3 separate regions of the Gossypium arboreum genome follow, and all the other regions are linked to region 2. Evidence: chromatin contacts called from public Hi-C data. All regions are on one chromosome and are shown on one strand. Each heading gives the region's core, a stretch centred on a gene start, on an enhancer-like site or on the middle of the called end of the contact. The rest is flanking DNA. Distances are from core to core; before and after follow the strand shown. Region 1 holds the start of LOC108486659 (BTB/POZ domain-containing protein NPY1-like). Region 2 holds the start of LOC108486273. Region 3 holds the start of LOC108484529 (transmembrane 9 superfamily member 8-like).

Region 1 (2,821 bases), core at 314-2,813, 400 kb after region 2:
GCTACTTCTTCCCAAGCTAGTGTAAGACAAGAGAAGATAACAAGATCTTGGATTATCCATTTACATGATGCCACGTATGCTATGTAAGGTCTTAATTACACGTGTTCAAAATGTATTGCGAGACACAAAGCGACCAAGCTAATACTTTATTCACAGGAAAATCCACCGAAGCGTAAGAGAATAATAATAATAGTAGTAATAATAAAAAGAAAAAGCTAGCGTAAAAAAGTAAAAACGACAAGCTACGTGTCAAATTCAAAAAAAAAAAAAAAGCAAAGCAAAGCACGCACGAAACAAGAAGCGCGTAAGAGTAAGCACAGGGTGGCAAGAGAAAGTAAATAAAAGAGGAAAGAGAGGGCAACGCCGTAAAAGAAAAAGGTTGCGTGCTTTTACGGCATTATAAAAAGTCTTTCAAATCCACTCTGTAACACTGTCCATTGACATTTTTTATTTATTTATTTTGTGGTTTAATTTATTAAACGCCCCCAATTATGCTTCAAATTTTAAACTGGTTCTTAAATTTCATAATGTTCAAATTGAATATTTAAAGTATTAATATCGTATTAATTGAAACCTTCCGTTAATTTAAAGTTCAGTTAGATTTGGTTAATTTTCTTTTATGAATTTTTTAACCTCCATAATATTTCAATTTGATTACTATTTTTCCATTTTATTTTTGGGCATTGGATTTTTTACTTTATTTTAATAAAATTTCAAAGTTTTCCATAAAAGTTTTCAAGCATATGAAAAATAATCAAGGACTCTTATACGATATTTTTAAGAAATACATTTTAACATAATATTTTTCACTATTTTAAATATAAAAGATTTATTTTAAATCTTAAAAAGTAAATTTAATTATAAATTAAATAAAATATAGAACTCGATTCAGTTCAATTAATTGTAGTTGAGTCTTAACTTGATTGACATTGGCATTGTTGTCATTGCAGGAGGATGTATATTTGAACGCGTTGAAGCACATTTATCCTTCTGTTTAAGGATTGGGAGAAATTATGAATAATTTTAAATATAGTAAAAAAAAGAATTATGGTTCTTAAACTTGTGAACCTAAACTATTGAAATACAATCAGTTTGGATTGATTTTTAGTTTCTCAGTTTTTTTTGCTCATGCTAGTAGCCATTAACTCGGATGTTATATGTTAACACAAAATTGATACGTAACATGTTTAAAACATATTGATTAAGTTATAAATATTACATACTTATGATATTACATACTTATGTCTAAAAAAATTGCATACTTAGTGAATGAATAACTTAAATTTGATGTATTAAAAAGGAAATAAATTTTCTAACACTTGATTATGATTATAATTTAATTTAGGTATTTTAAATTTTATATATGTAAAATCAGAATTCACATTTGATCTCTACATTGATATAACGCTTTATACAAAAGAATTCAACTAAAATATTTTGAAATTGAAGAGTTAATTTAAAATTTGAGTGATAATTTAGGGACGTTGGCGGCAATTAAACCACGTTTACATAAACGGTTTTGAAGAGAGTAATAACTAAAGGGGATTAGATGAGGTAAACAAGTGCATCTAAAAGAGTAGATGATCACCATACATCACGTACACAGATATATACATATAGGTGTGTGTAGTGTGTATATATTATTATGCATATATCAGTCTTTATCATCGTATAATAATAAAAGTGAGAAGAGGAGGGCAATAAGGAAAGAGATTGAATCATCGATATATGCGCCTTTAGGCAGAGGAGGATTTAGAGAATAAGAGAAAGATCTTTTGATATCAGCAAATCAAGCTGATTTAAAAGCAAAGGCGGCGAGAATTCTATTGATATGATGTATCCAATATTAACAAGCCCATCATTCTCTCACATATGACTCTTTCTTTACTTTTGGCCTTTTCTCTCCTACCATCTTTCTCTTTTTTTTCCCTCTATAAACCCATAAATTTACAATCTTCCCTTCGCTTGTCTTTTTTGGTTTTTTGATCCTTCTTGTATTTCTGGTTTTTGGTTATTGGTTTTTGTTAGTGAACTTTGTTTGGTAATTAAGATTAAAGCTTCATCAATGTCTTCCTAAAATGTGGCAGCTGAGAAATGGGATGAGAACAATCCGGAAGAAGATAAGGAAGATAGGAATGTTGATGTTTCTGTTGTTGTCTCAGTCCAATGGTTATTAGATATTCTCCTTGGCTACTTGGTGTTGATTTTGCTTGTTATCTTCAGAATTTTAAGTACATAAATTAGTTATTTTTAAGTCCCAAAATTTTCTCTGGAAAAAAAGAGAGGCTATTTCTTTGCCTCTGCTACTTGGTTTGGTTTTATTCAGCTGATAGATATAGACAGGGAAAGAAAGGAACGTTCTCGTTGGCACATGGTATGGCTAATAGCTTCACAGCCACAAGGAATTTAGGTCAGCTTGTCGTGTTTTTTTAAAGGGATTTTATCCTATTCTTTTTCTCTTTTGTGAACATATTTTCTGAAGAAAAAAGAGTAAACATGAAGTTTATGAAACTTGGCTCCAAGCCTGACGCCTTCCAAGCTGATGGCAAATGCATCCGGTAAGATGGGTTTCACTCACATTATTTTCTTTTCCCGTTTTAAATTGTTCTTTAGCTTTCTGTTATCTCCATTTGATTTGGTTTTGTTTTCCATCATGGTGTCTGTTCCAGACATGTTTAACTATGTTTGGTGTTTGACTCTAGGTTTGTTCTTACGGTTTCTTAGATGTAAGCTTAACTCTAGCCTTCATTGGTTTTCTACTGAAATATGTATATTTTATCTGATGCATTTGAAAATTTATCTTTGTTTTGTCAACTGATTT
Region 2 (3,001 bases), core at 250-2,749:
AGGTTGTCGAGACTTGATCGTTGATAAATAGCTGTACCTCTGTCGTAAGAATCTAGAAGTGAGACGAAAAACAACATAATCTTAATAGGTTATCAAGTATCCGTCTTGATCACTATCTAAAACATGCAAAAATCCATACAAATTCGTGAAATAGATACAGTACCGAACTTCGGCCAAAAGGGTTTCTCGCCTCTGGTTCACTGTCTGCAATTTTTTCTTCTTTGAAACAAATTCCTAGTGCACAAAAACAGGTAGATTCATTAAGACTGGAGATATAAACACATAAAAAAAATTGGATCTTTATATTCTATATCATCAACAACACTTAAACTATGCCAACTCAAGTACATAAAACAGGTAGATTATAACTGGACACATAAACATATGAAAGTTTAGATCCTTATATTCTATACCATCAACAACAACGCCTAACCTATGCCAACTAAAGTGCATAAAACAGGTGTAATAATCAAAGAAAAAACTAAAATTTTAGGCAGAAACTAAAATTTTAGGCAGAAACAAACTCAATATCAACATCCTATATGCTGCAGAATCAAAACAAGAATCTAAAACTAATGAATTGATGTAATAAAAGAACTGTTTGATGATAAAAAAGAATGCGGCCTAGTTTTTGTCATATAGAAGGACTACAAAATAAGTAATTGAGGCAAAGGACTAACCTTTTGCAATTGCAAGAATTCCTGGAGTAGGGTTTGATGCTTCAATCTAGCCCTAGTTCCTTCATCAACCGAGTTCACAGAAACCCTTTTCATCTTTAATTATTAAAATTGAAACCCAATTATCTTTTTTTTAAATAAACCTTTCTCAAGAATATATATAGGCAAAAAGAGATGATCTTTTGCCCTAAAATTTATAGCCCAGAAAACCGTATCCCATTCCAATTAGGAGAAATAAAAAAGAAAATCCAAAGAACCCAAAAAAGCACTTGTTTTTATTAACTTGTTCAAATTGAAAAATCAAAACTTGAAGAAAAAGCAAGACGCCGTTCAAGGCGGAATTTTTATTGAAAGATAAAGAAAAAGGAAATAATAAGGAAGATGGGGAGAGAAAAGACAACTTTCTCTGAAACTGGATGGAGAATGTGAGAACCCAAAAAAGCCCATGAAGAAGAACATGGAAAGACTTTGAGTTGAAGGAGTGATGGGAAGATAGCGGTACAGAGAAGGGTAAATGCGGGAATTAAGAAAGTTCATATTTTTAATTTTTGGGGAATAGAGAGAGAGAGCTCTGTGGTTGGAGGACAATTGAAGACATATCTCCTTCTTTATCTGTCTTAGCTTTTCATATTTCTTTTTTTTTTTTGAATATTTAGGGGGTTTGTTTAGTACAATGGTAAAAGCTGGCTGGACCATTTTAGACAGAGAAAGGAAGGATGTTTGGATAATGGGAAGGCAGGACATAAATGGCTACTGTTTTGTTTTCATGGGACTGGGGGTTGCAGTTTTTCCTGCAAAGAAAGAACCTTTTACATGGTTGGACTTGGCTGGATGGCCAGCACAGCTACAATATATATATATATTAATTACTCGTATTAGTGTTTTAAAAGATCGTCTTTTGCAAAGTTAACAAAGTGAATGGAAGCTGTGCACCTGGTAGGTATCCGAAACAGAGGAGGTGAGCCATGAAGGCTACTTAAGTACCAGACTCTCGATTGGATCCAATCCTAGACATGCCCACAACCATCGCCACACTTTGATAAACGAGTTGAAATTCATTTGAGTAGATATTTTTGATAAACCGGTTAATCGTGTCGTTGCGTTATTTTGAAAACGAGTATCATTTTGTAAATGCGCCCTAAGTCTAGCCCATTTGAATTGTTATCAGAAATATTTAGAGTTATTAAAAATAATATAATCCCAGAAAAATATTTAAAATGGCCTTATTACAACCCAAAAATAAATAGTATTTAAGATAAACTAAAGGAAACCGGTTACTTGTTGTAAAGTCCAAGAGCGATCACCGTGGCCACGCTGAATCCCCTCTGGCTCCAAGTCCCTACATCAAGGCTCACCTGGAAGGATAAGGAAGGAGGGGTGAGTTTGGAAACTCAGTGTGCAACAAGCCCCTTTCAGATCCCAACCAATATCAGCATACTGGGCCTAAGCCCAAGTTCAGTTTCAATATATACTGGGCCGAAGCCTTTCGTTTAACGGTTACTGGGCCAAAGCCTTTACTGTAATCGGTATGGCCCATAGGCCCATTTCAATATCACATGCAATATTAATGGATGTATGCAAGCTCGTTTGGGGAGACTACTTAACCCACCAACCGTTACTCTCCACCCGTACCAACCAAGCTCTCCATGTGGGGAATAACTCAACCCACCCAACCAAACTCTCCACTGGCAGCATAGCTACTTTATCATATAACTGGAGGCCTAGCCTCTTTTAATAACTGGGGCAAAGCCCTTTTCGGTAAACTGGGGCAAAGCCCTTTTAGCACTTCCTCCGTTCATATAAAACCCAACCCATGCATATGTGAATATATCATGGCATATCATGTGCATATCATGGCATATCATGTACGCATATCATGTACAAAAGCATGTATCACATGCATCTTAATTATAACATAACCCTAGGGGTATAATGGTCATTTTCACCTAGGGGCAAAAAGGTCATTTTCACATTGTAAGGGTAATTTAATTTCTCTATCAATTATTAGGGTTTTCCATGCTCATTATCAATTATCAATAATTTCAAGTGTTAAATCAACGATTCTAGCCCATTTTAGCAAAACCGAGTTATTGGGCCAAAAACCCCTAATGGGCCCTGCATGACCGATCTAGTCATCTAGGCCCATTTAGCATATATTCCATAATGCTATTAATTGTCTTACTGTGCTATTTATCTGGATTCCATTTTCTACCAAACTTACCCAAATGGGCTCGAAAGCCCTTTGGGCCTGATTTCAGCCCCTCGAGGCCCAACTTACCGTGATGCAGCAAATCGTGCCCTTACCTGTTCCAACGATCCCTATC
Region 3 (3,126 bases), core at 183-2,682, 350 kb after region 2:
ATATGGTAGCCAAGCTGATAAACAGTATTAGAAGCCTGATCTAATCTTTTAATAGGGACAACAAGGGGAAGGTTATCCAGGATCCTGTCAAATGAATCACTAATTAATCAGAGAAAGAACTTCAGAACAACCACTATGAGATTAATAGATGAATTCCATGTCCGAAAACACAACTAGCATACATATTGACTCGATATTCATCGTCAATCTTCACTTTAAACTGCTTTGCAGTTTTGGCATCAATCATAATCCGGCAAAGAGCAGTACACAATTGTGGCTCTTGCATTGTAAACTGCATTAATTCAAGTGAAAGAGAACATTTTAACAACCAAACACTAAACAATCTGCATCATTATCATCAGAGATACTAAAACTAACTGCATAAGGAGAGTTTTCAATACGGTCACCACGAAGCACTTCCCCAAGATTCTCCGCACTGTCCACTATCTTTTCTGGTGTACAAAAAGGAAGCGAATAATAGGAGTAAGGAAGTTGTGTCTTTATAGACGTCAATTTGTTCACTTTCACTTTCAAAGGATCTCCCTGCAATCCACAACAAAAGGAATCAATAACTAAACAAAAACACAATAAACACTCCCAAATATAGCAGCACTAGAGAGATACTAAAGTGACTTAACAAAAAGTCATTATCGATTAGGTAAACAAGATAAGCACTACGTAAGGTGCTAGTCAACATCAAGCATGTTTGCATCAGAGCAATGTATGTATTAAAATCTTTTTCGGTACAACAATTCCTAATTTTAAGCAATAACCATCCTCGGTTGCATTATAAAACACGAGCAGCATAGCTTACGAAAGTCAGATGCGTTGGATAAAATAAGATATGGAATCAAATATATTTAAATGAGAACTAACAAAGCCTCATTTCCAGTTACAAACAGAATTTTTTAAAATTTTCATTTATTGCCTCCTCATACTGATAGTGATACGATTCCTATTATAATTCTATAAGAACCAAACAATTAAAGTGAAGATACGAATTCAAAGCTAGATCAAACGGAACAAAGCAGATCAAGCAAGAGACATAAACAAAAAAAATGTAAAGCGAAACGAGAGGAGAGGAGACCTTTTGGAAGTCCTCGGGGGCGACGCCGGGAAGGTAGAAGCAGTGAACGCCGTGGATCAGAGACAGGAAGAGAAGCGCCGGAATCATTGCCGTCGAGCGTTTATTGTGGATAGATCTCGATTGAGATTCCATTATGATGGTGGAGAAACTATCTTTGATTATTTTTTTTAACTTGGAAACAGAAAGAGAGCGTTTTGGGGGAGTGTTATAAGGAGAAGAAGACGACCACCAAAAACCAAGAGAAGCTGGCGGGAACCTGATTTCTGTTCCCCTTTGTTCTGATACAGTGCGCTTGTGGTGATTTATTCTTCTTGTGACATGTGTCCACATAGATTTAAATTAGGGTTAAAATGTGTCATACTATTAGTAAATTTTAAATTTAGTTGTTGTACTTTACGAATTTATTTTTTTATTTTTAGATTTTAAATTTTAAATTAAATTATTAATACTATTAAAATTATTTTATTACATTTATTAATTCAGTTTCATTACAAAGTTATTTTAATTAAAACATTATTTTATTACATTTATTAATTCAGGTTTCATTACAAAGTTATTTTTAATTAAAACAACTGAGATTTTTTTATTTTAAAATGTTACACCAAAAATTTTAATAAAAAGAATTTCATACCGTTAACAATTGAATTTGAATTTTGAAATCTAGAAAGTAAAGAGACTAAACTCTTGGAAATAAAAATATAAGGATTAAATTTCAAATTTACAATGAGTATGGAGACCTATGACACATTTTAATCTTAAATTAGTCTTAAAACTTTACAAACATTTCATTCGCAAGAATGGAATAGAGTAAGAATCGAATAGCTATGTTGTGAGAATAGAATAGAGACATAATAAGTATTACATAGTTTCTTCACTTAATAAAAATATATGTAATAGTATTATTTTATTTGGTTGAATAAATTTGTGTATAGAAATTTATAATGAATAAGTATAAAATGAAATTAATATCCTTTAACAAAATAAATTATATTTTATTTGTATTATTATAAATTTATAGAAATTTAATAATAAAATATGGAAAAATTAATACAAACTTTTTTTTGTAAAATTTGTATCTATAAATTTTTACTAATTTTTATTATATTTAATATTTGATAAATTAAACTTAAGAACTTATTTGAAAGTATAATTAATAATCATCCCTTAAATTTAAAAGAAAATTATATAATGAAAAAAGAAGGAAAATCAGATATGATATGTCTTTAGAAATAATCGTAAGTAGCATATATAAAACGACGATCTTTACTTAACACAATGGTATTTATTGTATTAAACTAATGCCAATCCCATAATTTAATGACAATAAATATTATAAAAATAATAATTATTAACCATATTTAATCTATGCAAAATCCTTTATCGAAGCAGTTGATAATTTTATGATATTATAAAAAAATAAAAAATAAAACTACAGGAATTGAATAATAAGTAACGTTGATAACAATATATTAATTTTTTTAAATTGACAATACATATTTTTAATGTAATATGTACTTTTAATTATAAAATGCAATATATATTAAATAAACTTAAATATTAAATAAAATGAATAATATATTTATGAATACTAAAATTATTTTTTTCGACTTTAGAATATGTTAATGTTTAATTTTGATTATTCAAAAAAATCATTAAATTATTTTTAAAATATTGAAAATTTTAAATTTAAATTTGTTGCATCCTACTTCATTGTCTTTCTTATATAATAATAAAAGTAAAAATATTAATTAAAAATATTTTGCTGAATAAAATTAATATATAACTTATTATATATATATATATATATATATATATATATATATTCAAAAATTATGCATTTATAACTTATACAATTATTATTTATCTTTTAATTGTTCAAATATATTCAAATTTTGTACTAATTTTTTAGCAATTATATATGTCAATTTTAATTTTCAAATGTATTGATATAACAAAATAATTCCTTAATTAATTTTTAAAACTACTTGTCAAACTTTTAAAAAAATTATTTTCAAGTAATTCTAAGTTCATTTAAAATA

The links. Hi-C and Micro-C count contacts between places; a contact is called where the count stands out from the background.
Region 1: a contact with region 2 is called in a Hi-C map of leaf, with 5 times the contacts expected there. The contact joins the promoter of LOC108486659 here to the promoter of LOC108486273 in region 2. A contact is called at or near these places in 2 of 5 Hi-C or Micro-C datasets (both in leaf).
Region 3: a Hi-C map of leaf shows a contact between it and region 2, with 6 times the contacts expected there. The contact joins the promoter of LOC108484529 here to the promoter of LOC108486273 in region 2. A contact is called at or near these places in 2 of 5 Hi-C or Micro-C datasets (both in leaf).

Annotation. Positions count from the first base shown.
Region 1 is chr6:98,892,476-98,895,296 of ASM2569848v2, forward strand. LOC108486659 (BTB/POZ domain-containing protein NPY1-like) reads left to right here and starts at 1,564. Exons shown (of 4, transcript XM_017790826.2): 1 at 1,564-2,558. The coding sequence starts at 2,497.
Region 2 is chr6:98,493,573-98,496,573 of ASM2569848v2, forward strand. It overlaps LOC108486273, which reads right to left and starts at 1,500. Exons shown (of 4, transcript XM_017790238.2): 1 at 681-1,500; 2 at 164-234; 3 at 1-52. The coding sequence starts at 773.
Region 3 is chr6:98,841,930-98,845,055 of ASM2569848v2, forward strand. LOC108484529 (transmembrane 9 superfamily member 8-like) reads right to left here and starts at 1,433. Exons shown (of 7, transcript XM_017788348.2): 1 at 1,088-1,433; 2 at 379-543; 3 at 183-292; 4 at 1-84. The coding sequence starts at 1,417.